Regions from separate parts of the Danio rerio genome. Here region 2 is linked to region 1. The links are chromatin contacts, called in public HiCAR-type maps. All regions are on one chromosome and are shown on one strand. Each heading gives the region's core, a stretch centred on a gene start, on an enhancer-like site or on the middle of the called end of the contact. The rest is flanking DNA. Distances are from core to core; before and after follow the strand shown.

Evidence for each region. HiCAR-type assays count read pairs that join an accessible place to other places.
Region 2: a HiCAR-type map of caudal fin shows a contact between it and region 1, with 8 times the contacts expected there. The contact joins the promoter of prim2 here to the promoter of si:dkey-103j14.4 in region 1. A contact is called at or near these places in 5 of 18 Hi-C or Micro-C datasets (caudal fin, embryo, fibroblasts and 1 more) and 2 of 4 datasets of contacts at active chromatin or transcription factors (caudal fin and embryo).

Annotation. Positions count from the first base shown.
Region 1 is chr13:26,387,637-26,393,779 of GRCz12tu, forward strand. It overlaps si:dkey-103j14.4 (a long non-coding RNA gene), which reads left to right and starts at 1,739. Exons shown (of 2, transcript NR_188714.1): 1 at 1,739-1,898. sorbs1 (sorbin and SH3 domain containing 1) reads left to right here. Exons shown (of 24, transcript XM_073920835.1): 24 at 1-562. It also overlaps a transcript of si:dkey-103j14.5 not described here.
Region 2 is chr13:26,793,154-26,798,969 of GRCz12tu, forward strand. It overlaps prim2 (DNA primase subunit 2), which reads right to left and starts at 4,254. Exons shown (of 13, transcript NM_214782.2): 1 at 3,737-4,254; 2 at 2,909-3,021; 3 at 2,481-2,575; 4 at 506-626. The coding sequence starts at 3,881.

The sequences.
Region 1 (6,143 bases), core at 489-2,988:
TTCACAGTTCTCCTATTCTGTCAGAGTTGTAAATATGTAAAGTATAAATGAATGAAAGTGACCGAAGTTACAGCAACCTCTATAAATATTACAGTTTATATTAAATGAAGAATATTAGGAAAGCACAGAGATTTGCGTAACACACACAGACCGTCTCATATGACTGAGCGAGTGATTCTGACACTGTGTTGGGATTGAAATGCCTTTCTGTCTCATGGCTTCGTTGAACTGTGCCTAGTTTTATTATTTTGTTTTATTTTATTTTTTTCTGCCTCCTGGTGAATATGTCACTTTGTATGGAAATTTGACCCAAGTGTGTTAAAGGAGACTATTACAGAGTTCTTCACCACAATCATATGAGTTATTCAAGAGTGTGAGATGACACCTGAGATGTTTAATTATGTGTAATTATTACTTTGTGGTCTGTATGCAGAGCGAATTTTGCATCTTTTTGTTTTGTTTTTGTTTATTTGCAGTGCTGTTACAATTACAATGAATTTAAACACTATTACTGCTGTGATTGCCTCATTATGCAATATTTAATAAACAATATTACAGCTTTTGACTGATCCTGTTTGTTGTCAGGATGTGCACTGCTTATTTGATTGTGTTTTAAGCTCATTTCAAAATATATGTACTGTGTACTTTTTTTATTATGTTTTAGTTTTTTAGTATGTTATATTCATTGTTTTATTTTTATTTGAATTTAGTGTTTAATCTCTGTATTCTGGGAACAGACTTATTTTTTGGTGTTCTTTCCTAAGCTAATAACTAAACAATTTTTTTGCATAAAAAAAACATATATTGGACTTAAAATTAGCCTTAAATGCAAAGCACCCTCTTGAGGTGGCAAAAGAAGAGTTTCAAATGCCCAAACATTCATAATATTTTGTTATTATTGTAATTATAATTTTGTTTTGTAAAACTGCATTGCTGTTTTGAAATGATAGATTCTGTTTTATAATTCAGTAATAATAATTAAAAAAATTATTATTGGCATTCCAGTAGTTCATGTCATTGTCCAGTAGCAAAAATCCCCCGTTTTCATTTTAGGAATGTTTTCAATCTAAATTCTATTTTAGTTAAGAAATATATATATATATATATATATATATATATATATATATATATATATATATATATATATATATATATATATATATATATATATATATATATTTTTTTTTTTTTTTTTAATTTAAAAAATAGTTTGCTGTTCACTAACTAATATAAGCATATTACTAATATAAGCATATATATTTTTAAATATTTGCATATTCATGGGTTATTATTCATTCATTCATTTATTTATTCATTTAGTCCCTTTATTTATCAGCGGTCGCCACAGCGGAACTTTCCACCATACACAGCTGATGCCCTTACAGCTGTAACCCAATATTGGAAAACACCCGTGTACACTCATTTATACAATACGGCCAACTCATACAAAACAGCCAATTTAGTTTATAATTCACCTATACCGCATGTCTTTGGACTGTGGGGGAAACCCACGCCAACACGAGGAGAACATGCCAACTGGCCCAGCCAGGACTGGAACCAGTGGCCTCCGTGTCACCGCGGGTTTATTACTGTATCTCCTTCGGAAAATGTTTTTATTGAACCTAGCAAGTTCTCTCACATCCACCATTCACTTAAATTCCAGCTCGTCCAATAGCGAGAGATTAGGGCGTGGCTTCTGGTGAGCCAGCATGTGGTTTTTAGCAGGTGTGGTATACTGCTATAAGGTTGTTTACACGAGTTAGTTGGCGCAAGCCGAAAGTACACAAGACTTCGCAAAATACACGGAAATAATGCGATAAAACCAAACGCTGCCACTGTTTGAGAGTGAAGAGTTCGATTGGATAGGCCTGTTTGAGATTTAGCTGAGACGCCAAAAGGTAAGCAGCTAAACGCAAGCAAAATAGCCTAATATCAAGGAAACAATTAATCATGTATCTTACACGACAGAGAAAATAGACATAAATATTTAATGTTACTGGTGACACTAGTGGAAGAAAGACAACTTGTTTTACTATTAAACACCATTTTTGTTTTAAGATAAATAAAATAGTAATGTAGAAATTGAATAAAGTAGGTTAAACAGTAGATTTAAACAACGTGTCAAGTTCTGGCACATTGTTTACCACTTGGAATATTATGTTCAAAGTCCCATAACTTGCATAGAGGTTTTATATTTGGAGACATTCTCATTAATAATATAATTTCATATAAAATATTCTTTGCAAATTCTAAATAGTGAAATCATATTTGCAGCAAATGACTGATAACATTGTTCACAGCGAATTATAGTGTTAATGTTATTTAGAAGTCATACGTGCATGCTAATTCCAATTGAATATTCAAAGTAACATGGTAAACAATACAGACTGCAAAATGAACGAATGTGCGAATATAAAACCAACTTTACCTCTGTATAACTTGCTACCTTTTTTGAAGACGGTCAAAATGTCCGACTTAAACCAACTTTATCTGACGCATTTATCCAGAAGAACTATAGGCCTACTTAATATTTTTGAGTAATGTCATCACATATTTTATTGTTAATCTGGTCCAATGGAGAAAATTTAAACCCTCTTTTTTTACAATATAGAAGTCATATATATATATATATATATATATATATATATATATATATATATATATATATATATATATATATATATATATATATGTGTGTGTGTGTGTGTGTGTGTGTGTGTGTGTGTGTGTGTGTGTGTGTGTGTGTGTGTGTGTGTGTAAACATTATATTATTATATTAATGTAGTATATATATATATATATATATATTGACTTCTCTATATTGTGAAAAAGGGGGTTTAAATTTTCTCCGTCGGATGAATGAATGAATATATATATACATATACATACATATAAATAAAATGTCTTTCAAAGCCACTTGCTGAGCGCTGCCCATATAATATAACTTTGATGTGTGTATGGCAATACCACCCATGACCACAAAGGGGTGGTAAAGGCAAAGGATTCTCCGCCTCAACGCTGAGTAAAAGCCACCAGAACAGTCAGTGCAAAACATCCTTCCTCACAGGACTGTTAATAAATTAGAGCTCAAATTAGAGCCTAATTTAAACAAACAAAAATAAACTCATAACACGATAAGGTGCAGTGTGATGTCAATAGCGCATAAACACGAAGGAAAGTGACACTGTAAAATCTCCTGGAGTCTTAGATGTTTGCAATTAACGAAGCTCGCACTTGAAAAAGTAAATTAAGATGAGAGGGAAACACACAGTTGGACGCTGATTATGCGACACTGAAACACTAGCGACTCATTTTCTCCAACCACAGGTGGTAAATTCTGTTTGTTTCATTTAGTGATTTAAGATTCGGTTAAAGCTGTAGGTGGCAACCTGTTATGTTATGTACTGTAGCAATAAAGTGGCTAAATGTAAATGTTTTATATGCTTAAAATATGCTTATAGTTCATAATAAATACAGTGAATTTTGCATCATTGCAAGCAGTAACCCTAAAACAAACGTTGATTTTTTTAAGGCTATAAAAAATATATATAATAAAGGCTATAAAAAAAAAAAAACTAATACTACTAATACTTCCCTTCTTAGACTTTACAGACCTGAAACTTGCCTATAGCACTTATTCATTGTTGCTCTTGGTTGTGTAAATTGCTTCCTTGTCCTCATTTGTAAGTCGCTTTGGATAAAAGCGTCTGCTAAATGACTAAATGTAAATGTAAATGTCAATAATTAAAACTGTAAAATTGAGTGATGTTTCGTGTAATTTCATGTCTTTCATGAACATATTCAAGCATGCAAAACTAACATTATCAATATTTGTAATGATGGTTTGTTTCTTTATTAGTTTATATTAGCATATATACTATTGTTATATCGTATTTTATGGTGCCCCTCTATATTTGTATAAAAATTTGGGTTGAAACTACTCGGCATTATTTAAAGTATAGAACTATATTAGAGGCAAGATAGAGTGGGGACGAAAGGACAATTTACAAAAGATAATGATTTTAGAAGAAATATATTTTTGCTGTGGTTACTAACTTATAAGAGTGGTCTATTAAAATCAGGTGTTATTTTGTATCAGTGTTGAACAACTTCAATATAACTTCACTTTAAACAAAAGTTGCATGTTGTTGTTTTGACCACATAGGCAGGGATGAAAGTAACACATGAGTGGGTCAAAAGTAACACAACAATATTTGCTAGATTTACTGGCGTAATCTTGTTTATTTTAAATACATCTGACAATGATCTTGTTAATGTTAACTGTAAACATATTTTGTCCTATATCTTTGCCAAAAAATCTTAAACTTCATTTTCCTTTTAAATTTCACTTCCGTCAAATGTTTCTAAAGCAATCCAGCATTGCAAAATGTTACAATTGTCAATATTTTAAAATTATTATTGGCAAAATGGATTAATTTGATAAAACATCTGAATCCAAACTCTGCAAACTCTAATGTGGAAGCAAAAAATAAGCTTTGTCTATTAGCTGTGGGGCATAAATAACACTGTTACTTTCGTCTCCTTGCCATTTAAACCTGATTTACTTTTAAACTGGAAAAACTTAGACATCGCAAACTTAAGGATGTGTTATTGCACTAAATAACATGTAGATTGATCATTAGTGTGATGCATGAAAAGAGAAACACATAAGGAACGCTACAATTATTTACTTTCTGCACTTAAAAACAGAAATTTGGAGCTAACTGTGGGAAACTTGAAACACTCGTCTCGAAATCAGGTGATATTTGTCAGCTCCATCAATGGTTGCATGCTGAATGTGCTGTTATAGCCTGTAAAGCAAATGTTGTCAGGGCTTTAAGAAAATACCTTTGATTGACTGATTGATTGATTTAATAATTTTAACAAAAATATGAGTCCAATTCGATTAATTCATACATATTTTAAAAACTTTCAAGGATAAAATACACAAAAAAGCCACAGGCTTTTTCCATTGTGGTCCTCGATATTATTGATATGCTGTGTTACTTTTGTCCCACGTTATTTTCGTCCCCGCTCTTTTTAATAAGTTTTATTTATAGTTGCATGCAGTTATGCATTCTATACTGATATTACACCAGTAAGTATGTTAATAGGAGTCTTGTCATTTAATAATATGTATGTAATATCTATATATAGATCGATAGATAGATGGATGAAATAGATGAAATGGCATCAATCTACAGAGATATCGGCCAGTATTTCTCTGTTGCAATTGGCAGATCACAGTAATTATCCCAGAAAAAGCCAAAGCAGCACCAATACTACCAGATTACAGTTGTGTTTGCGATAAGGAAAAACGCTAAACACATGCAAGGCATTCTTTCTTTTTACTACGCTTGTTTGCAGTAATGAAAACAGGCCAACCAATCTCCAACCAGTCTCTGTCATCATCTTGTGGATCGCGTTGTATCTCTGAAATTATAAATATTTAAAATAGGCACTATCCTTATAAAGAGATAAAAAATCTATATTATAAGAGATAAAAAAATAATAAATAAGGGAAAAATGGCAATTACAATAATTGATTTGAATATTTGGATGTGTGTTTTTCTTATAAAGTGCAAAGTATGTGTAGTGACATTTGCTAACTGAGATCCACAGATTCAAAATTATAGCAAATAAAATTAAAGCAAATTAATATTATTGCATGTGGCGACCCCAGATTATTAAAGGGACTAAGCCGAAAAGAAAATGAATGAATATTATAGCAAATTCAAAAATGTTGACATTACAATAATGAATTGCTTAGTTCTTTGTTAGTTCATGAGAGCTACTAATTTTAAAAGTTAATAAAATAACTGCTATGTAAAAGCAAATGATGAAATCTTTTTTTAGATACGGCTCACTCGAATCTCAAGTTAGCAGAGTTCATCTCAACAACTTGGAAAGAAGTTGACTGGTTAAGTTTTAACAAGCAGTCCCAAATACTGACCTACTTCGGCTGTGCTGGAGTCAGAATTGTTCATTTAAAGCTCAGAGGGCTTGATCTCTGCATAATGTTTATCTTTTTTCAGTTGGGGAAACACACTTTTGTCTCATGGTGCGGAGTAGATGCTGTAATGTCGGCTTTTCCATACTTTGTGCAAAGCTTTGATCTAACTCGCAGCGCTGATCAAATACAC
Region 2 (5,816 bases), core at 3,004-5,503, 410 kb after region 1:
TGTTCTTGCTTTAACCATAAACTCATAAAAGCAAGGATTAATTTCTTCTTGCATTAATTTGCTTGATTTAAGTAAATATAGAATAATAATATACAGTATTTTAAATTATTAGATATTTGTATAGTCACAAAAATCATTCAATAAATCAATGTTTAATCCAATGACTTAATAAAGACGTTTTGCTATGACTCAAGATATTTTTAAGTCTTAAATTGTGGTAGATATTTTTTAAAACCTTTAAGACCTGTAAAACCATATTGGTCAGGTATGCATTGAAAAGCTGAAGCATCACATCAGTTTTGAAAATGATTATAAGGAAATAATCAATATAAATCATCTCTGTATAAAGACAAACATCTAAATTCAAACTGTGAAAATGGTTACTTTGATGATAACATATATTAAAAGTTACATTTATAACAGTTCCTTTTTTTTTTTTACAGTTTTGCAATAACTAACAATAAATAAATGATAAGGTTGCAAAAGGTATTTTTAAAAGCCTTACCGTCTCATACTTCAAATTATTCTTATGCAAAAACTCAGTCTTGTGCTTTGAAGAAAGAATCCCGAACCTGTAACGAAAAAGATCCATTTCCTGCTGGATAAACCATCGCCTAAGGTCCTCCCTAAAGCAAAAAAAAGTATGCGATTTATTAAATGCAGTTGAAGTCAGAATTATTAGCCTCTTTTTTTTTTTTGATTAGTGCTGTCAAAATTAGTGCATTAACGCATGCGATTAATTTGAAATATTTAACACGTAAAAAAATGAACGCAATAAACGCAATTGCAGTTTTTTTTCCTGTTGAGGCCGTCGTGGGTTCAACATGCAAAGAAATATGAATAAAACCAAGAAAGCACTTTATGAAGGCAATTTTCAGTATAAAACAATCAATCTCGCATTACCAGGCTATCCAGCCTTTCCTCCAGAGTTTCATGCAATATCGGGTGTTTCATTTTTAACTTTCAACTTTTGTTTTAAGTTTTCAACTTTTGTTTACTTTTGTTTTAATTTGTTCATACTTTAGAACGCTTAGTTTAAGCAAATTTGATGAACGCGATCATGCATGTAAAATCTTAAGGGAGTCGCTCCGGCTGCCCTATCCTGCGCGCGTTGTGTGCGTGTGTGTGTGTGTGTGTACGTATATTTGAGACATATCAGGACACAAATCTGTATAATGACATGGGTATGACACAGGTATTACAAAAAGGAGGTGAAATATGAGGACATTGGTGCTGTCCTCATTTCTCAAAATGCTTATAAATCTCCCAGAATGAGTTTAATCAGAGAGTAAAGCTGCACACAGTCTCCTGTGATGGTTGGGGTTAGGGGTGGGTGGGTTGAGGGCAATACAATATATGGTTTGGACAATATAAAAGGAATGGAAACCTATGTAATGTCCCCACGTTTCACAAAAACAAACATGCGTGCGTGCGTGTGTGCACACGTGATTCTTAGCAACAAACCTGCCTAAACATAGTTGTTCGTAGCCACCAAATCAAAACATTACAAATTGCAGTGAGATTGTGTTGCACTCTCAGCTCACATCATTTAAAAGAAAAGGTCTACATTGTCCCCCGATAATGTCAACAGACTGGACTGTTTTAGCAACAGGCTGAATGTAAAGGAAGTCTAAGCAAAATTGTTTCTACTTTATAATTAATGTTCTCAACTCACAACAATACAACTTTTTAATAAGTGCAATTATTTGTATTCAATACTTTATTATTATTATAATTTTCCATTTTCCATATCTGCAATGCCTGTATTTTGGCTTTTTTTTTTGCAGTCCACTTACAATCTAACTTGGAAACCAATTTTTTCTTTATTGGCATTGATTGTTTTAAAATTCAAATGGCTTTAACATGCCTCTGTTTTTATTTCTGCAACAAATATGGCTGTCAAGCCAGTATGTAGATGGTTTATTGGGGTGTGTTGTTTACATGAAGTAATCTGTGTTTCAAGATAAACAAAAATTCTAATAAACAATTATATTTTGAATTTAAATAATTTTTTTATCAATTTTAAGGTCAAAATTATTAACTCCTTTAAGCTATATATTTTTTACAGAACAAAACTTTGTTATACAATGACTTGTCTAATCACCCTAACCTGCCTAGTTAACCTAATTAACCTAGTTAAGCCTTTAAATGTCACTTTAGGCTTTACAGAAGTGTCTTGAAAAATATCTAGCCAAATATTATTTCATGTCATCATGGCAAAGATAAAATAAATCAGTTATTAGAAATGAGTTATTAAAACTATTATGTTTAGAAATGTGTAGAAAAATATCTCTCCAATAAACAAAAATTGGGGAAAAAAATAAACAGAGGGGGCTAATAATTCTGACTTCAACTGTAGTTTTTCTATTAAGAGCGTAAATGTTATAAACATACTCATAGCTCAATTTTCAACAAAGACAGATTAGAGTCCCTCATGACTAAAATTAATCAATCTGTAAAAGTATAACCTAATTACTTACGTTTGGCAATAAGCCAAGCGGAGAATAAAATGGGAGATATGGTCTTTTCTTCGTTTCTCATATTCAGATGTTACTCCTGGAACCTTTCGGTCATCCTGGGTTATTAAAAAAAAATGAACATACTGCACTCATTTAAGATTTTTAAAACTTTTTAAAGACAATAAATCTGTGTAAATATAACATTGTGTTGTATGAAAGAGTTACAGTACAGTCAATACAAATCATCAGTTAACATCAAATAACATAATGCAAGTTTTAAAAAAGTAGAAATATTAAAATAACAATAATAATAATTCATTCTCAAGGAAAGGTTCTGATGCTCAGTGTACAGCTAAAAAAAATGATGATCCCCTTGAGCACTAGTGCATGCCCCATAAGTACAGTATAGAAATGTACACATATATTTCTTATGAAGAATGTGTCCTTACCACTTCTGCCCTGAATGGAAAGTTCAGGCTTAAAAACTCAGCTTCCAGTTTTTTGATGTACTGGTCTGTAGTTTTCACATAGCTCACTCCAAGGTTTTCCACAGTTTTGAGCACTTGGAAAAGCATAGAATAAAAGCACATTTAACATGGCATTCTTGAGTAGTCGTGATTAATAAATGTACACATTGTTCAACATATTTTTAAACCGAAATTATTAATTGTAATAATGTTATTCCAATGGGGCTAAAGATAAGTTCAGTAAAATACTTAAAAAATAATAATGTCTTAATATTGGAGTACTGAAGTGTGTGTTTTTTTCAAATAAACAAGAACTTACATGTAACAATAGCATGGTACATTCATTAAATCATTTATTAAAGACATTAAATACATGGCTCACCCAAAACTAAGGTTCCTGTCATCATTTACTCAACCTTAACTTTTTTTACAAACCTATCTGAGTTTCTTAATTCCAGTGAAAACAAAATAATGGTTTTAAAAAATCTTGGAAATGGATAACTATTGACTTTCTTGGTACGTTTTTCTACATTTGTGTCAAAAGATAACATTATTTGAACATTCTTCAAAATACCTTCCTTTATGCTCAACAAACAAACAACTTAAAAAAATGTTTTAAACCCCTTTCAGAGTGAGTATATTTTCATTATTGGGTCAACTATCCCTTTAACAAGACATTACTAATCAGAGACAATATGGTTTAATTAAAAATTACAAATAAATAAAAAGTTATGACTATTTAACAATCATTCTCATTTTTAGTGCATTATGATGGTTAATAAACAAACATGGCATGTGCTAAAGACTCACATTTCAGTCTCTCAACTGCAAAGGTCTCAAACTCGATGAGGGAGATGTTGTCCAGAGGAGGCTGACCATAAAACTGCAGACAGTGATCATACAGATCACTCTGAGAGCTGCTGATCAGCTTCTTCCTTCTGCCTGAAAACTGCATTTTAAACCTACACAACAGAGATAACGTTATAGGGCTATAGTTTAAGCTTTAAAAAAGTGCTACAACTGAAATAATTCATGATCCGAACAACATTAAATAATCCAGACTTGTAACAATACTTAAATAACATAAGTACGCAGTACAGCTTTTGTGACAGATTATTAATGTGTGTAACTAGAACAATGCTAAGTTAAAAGCTAACGTAGTTCATTATACGCAGGTAATATATGTTGCTTTATGTCAGCAAAGTCCTCGCGGGTGTTTAACGTTACACACTTAAACATGGTAATGATATTAGCGTTAGGTGTATAAACAAAAGCTGGATGTATACAGAATTTTTACACGTTACTGCCAGAGAACAACAAACCTGCCTGTCTCTTCCAGGGGCCTGAATCCCGCCAAGGAGCTGACGTTCCAAACAAAGCGCGGGTATATGACGCCACTCACAAAATCCACCAATCGTATTCAACAAACGTCTGTTTCCGGGGGCTGTTACAGAATCATTTAGAAGACTCGGTTCTTTTGAACAATTCATTTGAAAAAACGGACATTTTTGGTTCACTGATTTATTGAAATTTATTTTAAGTTTTATTTACATTGAGATGATTACACATAATTTTGTAACCGACTCAAACAACCAGTTCTTGATCAATGACATCGATTCGTGACGTATTACTTTCTCGTGTGTTTCTGACATTGCAAAAATGCTTTAATGTAGGGTGTTTTTATTAGTAAATTTGTATTAGTAGTTTTTTTTATTATGTTATATATTATGTAAGTATATTAGATCTAAATATGCAAATATTAATTTACAGCCAGAACGCAACTTTTTTTTAGATTCAACTAAAGTTTTTATTTTGTAAATATTTCTGTAATTATAAAATTAAAGTATCTTTTCACAGCACCAGTCAAACGCTAGATCAAATCTACTACGTCCTATTATTGCCCACTGTCATTTATCGCAAACATTCGGACAAGTTTTGGTAAACGATTCATTGAAAAGATTCAACTCAAAAGAACGCTATCATATAAACAAGTTTGCAGTTTAAGGGCCTTTGAATTAAATACACACATTTAATTGTAGCTTAAATTGAATTGTATTTTAATTTGATAAAATTTAAAATGCATTTATATTTGCAGTACAAAGTATTTATTACATTATTTCTTATTTTATTTTATTTTATTTCTTAACTTAAATGAAAAATTGTCCTTCATAATTTTATGAAGTTTAGTTGTATATACACTGTAGAACATTTGCGTAAATCTGCAGTTTTCTGTATTTTGTTATTCATGTTTTTATTTTTAATTTTCCCAGTTTAGCCTATGCTTTTAAATTGCATTATGGGACCTTTCTTTTAACAACTTTGAAAAGTTCGAAGTAAAAGTGACTTTTATTAACATTTTTAATAGTTCAAAGATAATGTCTGGGTTTGTGTTTGTCGGTACGGGAACCTTGCAATAAACTACATTTTCTGTTATTTTAAAGACTTAATAATTTATAATACGTCATATTATTTAAAACTACTTAAATGTCAATAATGTTAAATTTTCAACATCAAAAGTCAACAGAGAGAGGTCCAATAATAAAGTTCAACTGTAATCAAAACTTAGGCCTATGAATCACAAAATAGGAGTTGGCTATTTTCTATAAATGGTAATCTAAGCGTGAGAACTGCGTTCCACTGAAAATACGCAGTTTGTTGATTCTGCATCACAGATATCTGCGCGTACTTCCACATCTCACCCACACACCCCAGCTGACTGACGACTGTAAAACATCTTCTTCCTGCAGGCACGGCTTCATCTAAACCATATTAACCGATTCCTCTTATTTGTATAAATAATTGAGTAACTGAAAGCAGCATGTTCATAAATGACAGCATGCTTAAAAAATAAAATGTGTCCAAATGGCTTGCTATGCGCATACACGCATAC